2 separate regions of the Sus scrofa genome follow, and region 2 is linked to region 1. The links are chromatin contacts, called in public HiChIP or PLAC-seq maps. All regions are on one chromosome and are shown on one strand. The core of a region is the stretch at or near the end of the contact, and the rest is flanking DNA. Distances in the headings are between cores, read along the strand shown. Region 1 has its middle 12 kb from the start of PLA2G4E. Region 2 overlaps EHD4 (EH domain-containing protein 4).

Region 1 (5,288 bases), core at 1,143-3,642:
CCTACACCACAGCCACAGCAATGCTGGATCCAAGCTGCATCTGCAACCTACACCATAGCTCACGGCAATGCCAGATCCTTAACCTGCTTAGCAAGGCCAGGGATTGAACTTGCATCCTCACAGAGACTATGTGGGATTCTTTACCCGCTGAGTCACAATTGGAACTCCAGAATTGCCCTCACTTTCTGACAGCACCCAAGCCAGAGCAACACTTTGCTTCCTTGAGCATTCCATTCTTGACCTGAAATCAACAGATCGTCAGCTATTTCTCCAATGAAGATGGGTTTATCCAGGATCTGCAGAGAAGTGCAATTCTGGGCCATGGTGAACCATGTGCAAGGGAGGAGGACACTTTTACAGAGAGGAAAGGAAAGTTGGGAAGGCTACAGTAAAGTCCAGGGCTGTTCATTGGCTGAGTCCTTTGCCAGGAAAGACATCTGCCTTCTTCCTGTTGGGCTCTGCTATCATTCTAGAGCAGGAGAGCTCCCCCTTCTGCCTCCCCGACTCTGTCTGAGGCTTCTGTTAATTTTTTTTTTTAAACACTCTAAATCACCGCACACAAGCCCAAATCCTGCAATAAACTCCTCCTGCCTCCCACTTACCAAGACATCCCATAGTTCCCCACAGTGTGCAGCCTCCTCGGTTGCAATGAGTATCAACAAACCCAAATTTTGTTCAGCTAGGAGTACCCATCGTGGCTCAGCGCCTAACGAACCCAACTAGTATCCATGAGAATGAGGGTTTGATCCCTGGCCCTGCTCAGTGGGTTAAGGATCTGGCGTTGCCATGAGCTGTGGTGTGGGTTGCAGACATGGCTTGGATCCCGCATAGCTGTGGCTGTGGCGTAGCCTGGCAGACCTGTAGCCTGGAAACTTCCATATGCCAGGAGTGTGGCCCTAAAAAGACAATAAAAAAAAAATTGTTCACCTGCGTAATGTTCCCAGCGGTCCTTGGCGACTTGCTCAAGGTCACTAAACTCAGAAGTGGCAAAGCCAGACCTGGAACTGGAGGCTTTAAAATCAATGTGAGGCTTCTAACAGCCCCACCACCCCACATCTTTGGGCACTGATTCTGGAGCATGCCCTATTGTATTGTGAAGAATTAACCTGACCTGTAGAGAGGGCTGGCTCCTGGAATGGCCTGTGTGATGGGAGTGTCTTTGTTTGCCCGCTTTGGCTGCTGGACAGTTTGTCAGTATGATTTGTGATGAGGCCTCTGGAACAGGCAGGTCAGTTCCAACCTCCAGAGGAACTGGGACTAAAGCTATTAGCCTGACCTCCCAGAGGGGTTGGGGGTTGGAGGTTGAAGGTCAGCCATGCGGGCAGCAGGTGGTGGCACCCTGGTAAACCCTGGACACCAACGTCTCAGGCCCCCTGATTGGTAATAGGCCAATTGTCACACACTGGGACCAGGAGGTGAGAATGCTGATTGTGACTCCACAGAGGGGGGACAGCTGGGAGCTCCCATTAGCCCTATGCCCGGACTCTGCCCTGTGATCTCTTTCTTTGACTGACTTCAATTTGTATCTTTTCACTACAAAAAAATAAATAAATAAATAAATCCAAACATGCCATAATCCTAAGTGTAGAGCTTTCCTGAATTCTGAGTTGTCTTAGCAAATTATCAAACCTGAGGGTGGTCTTGGTGCCAGCTGCTCTGAAGTAGGGTTGGTTCCAGGGATCCCCAAACTTGTAGCTGGCGTCGGAGGTGACGGCAATCTTGTATGGGCTGTTCCCTTAGCTCCTCCTCAAGTGGGGGTCAGAAGTCCTGGCCGTCTGGAGGACCGTGCCCTCAACCTTGAAGTCGGGCTGACTCAGAGCCCCTGTGCTCTGGAGAGTGAGGAGGGAGACAAGTGGAAAAAAAGACTTGTTCCTTTGGGGGAATTTTTTTTAAGGGATGTTCCTCAGGTTAGGGGTTGAATCAAGCTTCACCTTGAGGGCACTGAGTCCGAGCCACATCTGCAACCTATGTTGCAGCTTGTGACAACACTGGATCCTGTACCCAACTGAGCAAGGCCAGGGATTGAACCCACATCCTCAGAGAGACAGGGTCAGGTCCTTAACCTGCTAAGCCACGATGGGAACTCTGGAGGAATTTTCACTAAAGCCAGAGAGAGCCAAGGAGTGCCACACAGCCCCCAGAGTGGGCTGGGCCCAGGCTCAGGGCCACATGTCCTGTGTGAGAGTGTGTGTGTGTGTGTGTGTGTGTGTGTGTGTGTGTGTGTGCGCGCATGAGTGTTCATCTCACTCCCCACCCTCCGCAAGCTGCTGTTACCTGGGCCCCCTGACTACCAGGAGGTCCACCCCATCTGCCCCACCTCAATCTGGGTGAGCACTGTGACTCAGGCAGCTATCAGCTCCCACCCACAGGCTCCATGTGGATTGTGCAAGGCTCTGCCTGCGGCCTGTGGGCCCCTCCCTAGTCAGGCCCAGAGATGGCCAGGGACGACCGAAAGGCCCTGCAGGCTGTCTCATCACCAGTCCTGGCACAGGGCCAGCACTCTTCCCATTGCCCAACATGGGTGGTGGCAATTGGAATGGTGAGCAAAGGGTAAATTGAGAAACACTTCTTTTTTCTTATCAAGTTGGATTTATTTCCACGATGCAAGAAGGGTTTTTAGAAAACTTATCAATTGTAAGTCACAATGTAGAGCTCAAATGAGAATAGTAATATGAAAGTATTGTTTGATAAAATTCAACACGAACTCAGGATTTATGCAAAGCCCTTAATAAATTGGAACTAGAAGGGCATTTATTTAAGCAGCTGTAGAGTATATCTAATGGTTACTTTTATGTCACCTTGGCTGGGCCACGGTGGTGTCCAGATAGTCAAACAGTGTTCTGGATGTTTCTGTGGAGGTGTTTTGTGAATGAGTTAACATTTAAATCCGCTGGACTTTATGGAAGCTGATTACCTTATGGAATGTGGATGGGCCTTATCCAATCAGCTGAAGGCCTTAATAAAACAAAGACTGACCTCCCAGAGCAAGAGGGAATCCTGCCAGCTCTTCCCTGGGTCTCCAGCCTGCCAGCTCACCCTGCAGATTTTGGAATTACAACTGTGTGAGCAATTCCTTAAAGTAAATCCCACCCACCCCACCCTCATGCCACCCTCTTTCTCTTTCTCTCCCTCTCTTTCTTTTGTTTCTCAGAAAAACCCTAATACAGTGTGTATCAGAAGAAAAAAAATTCTGAATGGTGAAAACTTAGATTCATTTCCCTAAATGGGAAGCCTCAGGAGCAAGATCATCTCTGTTCCTTGACAGGAGTTGCCTGGAGCTGATTTGGTTTCTGTGGCTGGATTCCTCTGCCGTGCCTGACCCTCTGCCATGAAGGTGTTGGTCGGAATCATGATAAGCTCAAGGCCTCGCCTGCTCCTTGGAGGGGAAGGATCACCTCCAAGTTGACACATGGGTCTGTTGGCAGGACTCAGGTCTCCATGGGCTGTTGACTGTCTCCAGCTCCCTGTCACTGGGCCCATCCATAGGGCAGGTCACAGCATGGCAGCTGGCTTCATCAAAGTGAGCAAGGAAGAAGCAGAGAGGGGGAGTTCCCATTGTGGCTCGGTGGTAACAAACCTGCCTAGTATCCATGAGAAAGAAAGAAAAAGACAAAGAAAAAAGGAGAGAGGGGAACTCAGGGACAGTCTAAAGGAAGGACATGATCAAATTCTGTGACAAGTCAGATTCAGGGGCATAACGGTGGTGACAATCCATTGAAAATTCTGAAGGTTGCAGCCTGAAGGCAAGATGAAGTGCTTTAGAGACTCTGGCCCTTGTGATGGGCTTGGGTTGAGAAACTGTCCTACAGCAGGGGAGCTGCCTCTGTGAAGTCATATTGTGTGGCCAGGGGAAGGGGCTGGTGGAGGTGAGCTCAGAGCTGCAGTGTGGCATTTCTGAGAACTTAACATGGGGAAACGCTTGGAAGACGGAGCAGCAAAGGCTGACCATGCAGTTCCACAGAGGTCGGCCCATCTGTGATTTTATTTACTTATTTATTCATTTTTAGTAAATATTGTTGGTTTGCAGTGTTGTGCTAATTTCTGCTGCACAGCATAGTGACCCAGTCAGATAGATATAGATATAGATATATAGATATAGATATAGTATAGATATATACACATTTTTTTTTCTCATATTATCGTCCATCATGGTCTCTCCCAATAGACTAGATATAGTTCCCTTGGCTGTACAGCAGGACCTCATTGCTTATCCATTCTAAATGTAATAGTTTGAATCTACTTACCCCAAACTCCCAGTCCATCCCACTCCCCCCGACCCCACCTTGGCAACCACAAGTCTCTTTTCTGTCTTTGAGTCTGTTTCTGTTTTGTAGATATATTCATTTGTGCCATATTTTAGGTTCTGTGTGTAAGTGATAGCATATGGCATTTGTCTTTCTCTTTCTGATTTCACTTAGAATCTTTTGTTCCATCCATATTGCTGCAAATGCATTATTTTGTTCTTTTTATGTCTGAGTAGTATTCCATTGTGTATATTTACTGCATCTACTTAATCCATTCATCTGTTGATGGACATTTAGGTTTTTTGCCTGTCTTGACTATTGTGAACTGTGCTGTGATGAACATACAGGTTCATGTATATATTTTTTTTTAATAATTTTTTTTATTTTCCCACTGTACAGCAAGGGGGTCGGGTTACACTTACATGTATACATTACAATTACATTTTTTCCCCCACCCTTTCTTCTGTTGCAACATGAGTATCTAGTGTTCATGTATATTTTTGAATGAAAGTTTTGTCTAAATATGTGCCCAGGAGTGGGATTGCTGGATCATATGGTAGCTCTATATTTAGTTTTCTGAGGTGCTTCCATACTATTTTCCAGAGTGGCTGTACCCAATTTACATCCCACCAACCGTGTAGGAGACCTGAGTGTGATCATAAAAGACATGAGAGGAAACAGGAGGAGGATCACAAGGCAACCAAAGGCCACAGTCAGAGCTCAGAGCCTGACAAGGTCACAGGGCCCTTAGCTCATCACTCTCAGACACACATAAAGAAATGGACACCGAGGATTCAACATACATTGTCCAGGGACACAGGGCAGGCCTAGGGTGAGCTGGACACTCACTGTTTTAGGCTACTTTGTGGTTATTGCCCTTCTTTTAGGAACAGTACCCATTTCCAGCTAAGCAACTCCCTTCTCCACTCTCAGCCCACAAGCATAGGACTGCAGTGTTGGACGTGCGGCTCAGCTTGGAGCAGGGCACTGCATTCTCCCTGCCATAGAGACTGACCCAGGGATGAGCAGGTGACCAGCTGGAGG
Region 2 (5,288 bases), core at 940-3,439, 140 kb after region 1:
GCAACTGCATCATTTTACGTTTCTACCAGTAGAGTGTGAGGGTTCCGATTTCTCCACATCCTCAGCAACACCATCGTTTTGATTACAGCCATCCTGGTAGGTCTGAAGTATTTTTTCACTGTGGTTTCAATTTGCATTTTTCTATTGGTTAATGATGTTGAGCATCTTTTCATGTGCTTTCTTTCATTTCTGTATCTTCTTTGGAGAAATGTATATACACAGCCTTTGCCCATTTTTAATTGGATTATCTTTTAGTTGTTGAGTTTTAACATTCTTTCTTTATCCTATGTACTAGTCAAATATATGATGTGCAAATATTTTGTCTCATTTTCTGAGTTGTCTTTTCACTTTCTATATGGTATCATCTGAAGCATTAAAGTCTTTAATTTGATTTTCTTTTTTTAATGATTTTTATTTTTTCCATCGTAGTTGATTTACAGTGTTCTGTCAGTTTTCTACTATACAGCAAAGTGACCCACACACTTTGGGTCACCCACACACTTTTAGTCACACACACCACACACACACACATATATACACATTCTTTTTCTTATATTATCCTCCATCGTGCTCCATCACAAGTGACTAGAGATAGTTCCCAGTGCTATACAGCAGGATCTCATTGCTTATCCATTCCAAAGGCAATAGTTTGCATCTATTAATCCCAGACTCCCCGTCCATCCCACTCCCCCCACCCTCTCATCAACCACAAATCTGTTCTCCAAGTCCATGAGTTTCTTTTCTGTGGAAAGGTTCATTTGTGCCACATATTAGTTTCCAGTTATAAGTGATATCATATGGTATTTGTCTTTCTCTTTCTGACTTATTTCACTTAGTAGGAGAGTCTCTAGTTCCATCCATGTTGCTGCAAATGGCATTATTTTGTTCTTTTTTATGGATGAATAGTATTCCATTGTGTTTATATACCACATCTTCTTAATCCATTCATCTGTTGATGGACATCTAGGTTGTTTCCATGTCTTGGCTATTGTGAATAGTGCCGCAGTGATGAACATACAGGTGAGTGGTTCTTTTTCAAGGAAAGTTTTGTCCAGATATGTGCCCAAGGGGTGGGATTGCTGGGTCATATGGTAGTTCTATGTATAGTTTTCTGAGGTACCTCCATATTGTTTTCCATAGTGGTTGTACCGGTTTACATTCCCACCAACAGTGCAGGAGGGTTCCTTTTTCTCCACATCCTCTCCAACATTTGTTATTTGTGGACTTACTAATGATGGCCATTCTGACTGGTGTGAGGTGGTACCTCATAGTAGTTTTGATTTGCATTTCTCTAATAATCAGTGATATTGAGCATTTTTTCATGTGCTTGTTGACCATCTGTATATCTTCTTTGAAGAAATGTTTCTTTCGGTCTTTTGCCCATTTTTCAGTTGGTTTGGTTTTTTTGCTGTTGAGTTATATAAGTTGTTTGTATATTTTAGAGATTAAGCCCTTGTCAGTTGCATCATTTGAAACTATTTACTCCCATTCCTTAGGTTGTCTTTTTGTTTGTTTTTTTATGGTTTCCTTTGCTGTGCAAAAGTTTGTCAGTTTGACGAGGTCCCATTGGTTTATTTTTGCTTTTATTTCTGTTGCCTTGGGAGTAAATCTTTAATTTTAATGAAGTCTAGATTATCTATTTTCATTTTTTCCACTTGTGCTTTTGCCCTAACCCAAGCTCATGAAAATTTACTTTATATATTTTTAAGAAGTTTATAATTTTAGCACTTATATTTACATCATTGATTCATTTTAAGTTAATTTCTTGTATATGGTGTGCAATTGGGTTCCAGCTTGTTTTGCATGTGTATCTAGTTGTTCCAGCACCATTCATTGAAAAGACAATACCTTCCCCCTTCAATTGTCTTGGCACTCTTGTTGAAAATCGATCGGCTGTAAATGTGAAGATTTATTTCTGGACTCTCAGTTCTGTTTCACTGATCTGTATGTCTAACCTTATGAGGCAGCTCTTTTTGATCAGAGACTCCAGGTAAATGGGTGAGTTCATCAGCCTCCAAGGTCAGGGCCTCCCAGGTTGGTGTGAGGATGAAGTGAGATGATGTGACATTCTTAGCACAGTACCTACCTGGTGCACAGTCAAGGGAAAGGTGGCCTGGCCGCCCTTACTATTGTTATTCTCTCCCAGGGGGCAGAAGAGGTTGCAAGAACTGGAAGATGTGTGAACTTGGGGCCCTCTGGAGGCATGGGAGTTAAGCGCATGGCTGGTGTATGAGTATGTTGCTGGTGGGTATGTGGCAGGAGCCTGGGTTGATCCTGAAGGTGGCACAGAATATTGACAGATAGGAGGTAGTGGGTAACGCAGTAAAGAACTCTGTGGAGTAGAGTGTATGTCCACAGGCTAAGAAAAAAGCCATTTTTATATTAGAGCTTGAGCTCAATGACTTATCACTGAGCTTTGTTTGAATATGGCAACATGAGAAAAGCACACATCCCCAGGGCCTGGGGCTGACTTCTGAGGATTTGTTGGAAGATCCTGTTTTTGGGCCAGAGCTGAGGACAGTCTGAGGTTGGACATCATTCACTTCTTGGGCCTCCAACAGGAAATCCTGGTTTCTTTCTGTTTCAGGGAAGTTTGCTGACAAACACATTCATGGCTCCTTTTCCGCCGGTGCCACGGGAAATTCCACACTACGAGTGGGGCTGCTTCAGCCCCTACTGTGAACACGTCATGACTGTGACTCAGAATGGCATTCACCAAGCCCCAGAAGCTATTTTTAGTTTTTGTTAAAACTTTAAATGCATGCTTGATCATGGGAAATGACTGCTTCCACCCAAACTTTAAACCTTCCTAGACTTTTACATGAAAAACAAATTTTTTTAGTGGAGCGGAGGGTACTTCTCTTACTTCCCATGGAGATTAGCTCAATATCATCAAACATTTCATAGACACTGGGATACAGAGATTAATGAGAGAGAAGGTTTGCTTTTGAGTAACAATAATAATAATAATAATAATAATAATAGCCAATACTTACACAGTGCATTGTTAAGTGAGATAGATGGATAGATAGATAGATAGATAGATAGATAGATAGAATTTTTTTTTTTTCCTTTTTACAACTGCTCCCATGGCATATGGAAGTTCCCAGTCTAGGTGTTGAATCAGAGCTACAGCTGTGGCCTACACCACAGCCACAGCAACACTGTGTCTGAGCCACATCTGTGACCTACATTGCAGCTCATGGCAACATCAGATCCTTAGCCCCCTGAGCAAGGCCGGAGATTGAACTCGCATCTTCGTGGAGGCAGTGTCAGGTCATTAACATATTGAGCACAAAGGGCACTCCCTATCTATTATGAACTCCTTTGCTCCTCACAAAGCTCTGTGAGGTAGGATCTGTTATCCCATTCTATAGTAGAGAAGATTTAGACACAAAGAGGCTAAGTCCACAGCCCTGTAGCAGGTGTGGTAGCCAGTCTCAAAAGATGGCTCTTCCTCCCACCACTGCCAACCATGAGCCATGCCTTCTGGGACTTGTGCCCTGGTTCAGTCTCCTCTCTTGAATCTGGGATGCTTCTGATTTACTTTTTGATTAGTAGAATTCACCAAAAGTGATGCTTTATGACTTCCCAAGTCTGGGTCATAAGAAGCCCCGAGCGTTCCACTGGCATCTCTTGGCACGTTTGTTCTGGGGACACCAACCACCATCTAAGAAGTCCAGCTGCCCTAAGACCATCAAAATGTGAGGGGAACCCAAGGGAGTCATGTGGTATGGCCGAGAGGCTTAGCCTCCTTGGGCTGTTCCAGCTAAGATGGGAGCAAAGCTGTCCTGCATGACCAGCTCGGTGGAACCTTCAGATGGTCCCAGGCCCAGCTGCCATCTTACTTTCACTTTGTGATAGATCCCCATCGAGACACCCCCCCCCCAGCTGAGCCCAGTCAACCCTCAGACCAGAGAAAATATTAAGTTGTTTAAGCTATTGAGTTTCAAGGTGACTGATAACTGAAGCAGCTAGGAAGTGACTAAGTGGGATTCAAACCAGACAGCCTGGTCTCAGAGCACAGGCTGTTAACCACACGAAACAAGGACACAAGCCAAGGAAGCAACCCTGCCTGTCTCTCTGTCTCTTTCTCTCTCACATACACATAGACTGAGAAGGCAGCACTGGGGCAGGATACCATGTGGGGCATGTTTCCCCATAAGTGACACTTTTCCCCTACAGACACCAAACCTCCTGGGGTTTTTTCCTTTTGATGGTAATCTTTGGGAAAGACAGTACACACCGCACTGTGTTCTCCTCCCAAGGAGAGTGAAAGGCGGAAAGGTTTCCTTACATTGTCTGTCCGCTGTGCACCACGGCTGGGTCCTCAGGCCCATTGCTTCCGCACACACCATGTGTCAGGTACCAGGCCCTTTAGAGTTAAGAGCACCAAGATAGGTAGGCCCTGTTGCTGCCTTCCTGGAGCTTAACTGCGGAGGGAGTGGGGATGCATGGATGAGCTACAGTAAGAAACAACTGGAGTTGAAACAAAGATGAAGGAAACAGTTGCAGAGCCCCACAGCAGGGGTGGTCCTCCTTCAGATGGGTAGTGAGGGGCAGTCTCTCTGAGCAGATGCATGAAGCTCAGACCTACAGAATGAAGGGACTAGCCTGGCAGACAGTTGGGGGAAGGGCAAGGCAGATGAAGGCTAGAGGTTTCTGGCCGGTTCAGGGAGACTGGAGGCTGGGGATGGGCTGGGAGGGCCTGCTGGTGGAAACTCTTGACTTAGGGAAGCACATAGATTTTATTCTGAGAGAAACAGAAGGATTATCTTCCTTATCCTTCTCTTGATTATCCAGAATTATCCCCATGCACATCCAGGTGTTCTCATCCTGGGCAGCCACAGATCTAGCCCTGGTTCTGCAACTCCGTTTCTGTGGCTTCATTTGATTGGTCAGTTTTTCTCTTCCCTTGATGCCAGGCTGCCACTGTTATTTCTTCTTCCATCATACCTATTCTCAAGTACCCTCTCTGCTCTGCTTCTGTCCTGGGAATGATGCAGTGAAGCCTAGAGCAGTGAACCTTAGGCTCCAGGGAAGTTGTTCATTTGCTGTTTCCTGGCCTCAAGCACAACCTGGGGGATCTGGAGCAGGACCCAGAAAACTGCTTGTCCAGGGGTTCTGGTGCAGGAGATTCCCCACTTTGGGGAATCTGGGGTAGCACCAAGCTTGCCCCCTCCTATGCGCCCTGCTGCCCCCAAACCAAGTGAAAGATGATCACAAACTTGGAAAACCTCCCAAAACAGGCTTGAGCTGTGCTCCACGTTCCATTTCACCAGTGTGAA

Evidence for each region. HiChIP or PLAC-seq counts read pairs in DNA pulled down with a chosen protein or histone mark.
Region 2: a contact with region 1 is called in an H3K27ac HiChIP or PLAC-seq map of alveolar macrophages. The contact joins two enhancer-like sites. A contact is called at or near these places in 2 of 47 Hi-C or Micro-C datasets (embryonic fibroblasts and heart right ventricle) and 1 of 2 datasets of contacts at active chromatin or transcription factors (alveolar macrophages).

Annotation. Positions count from the first base shown.
Region 1 is chr1:129,274,034-129,279,321 of Sscrofa11.1, forward strand. No RefSeq gene overlaps it. Among named protein-coding and RNA genes, the nearest start is that of PLA2G4E, 12 kb to the right of the region's middle. Within about 2 kb of position 2,393, at least 19 of the 83 cell types and tissues checked have an H3K27ac peak or open chromatin away from gene starts, as enhancers often do. A contact at or near this core is called in alveolar macrophages and embryonic fibroblasts, where this site is marked.
Region 2 is chr1:129,417,947-129,423,234 of Sscrofa11.1, forward strand. All of the region lies in intron 3 of EHD4 (EH domain-containing protein 4), which reads left to right. Among named protein-coding and RNA genes, the nearest start is that of SPTBN5, 41 kb to the right of the region's middle. Within about 2 kb of position 2,190, at least 17 of the 83 cell types and tissues checked have an H3K27ac peak or open chromatin away from gene starts, as enhancers often do. A contact at or near this core is called in alveolar macrophages and embryonic fibroblasts, where this site is marked.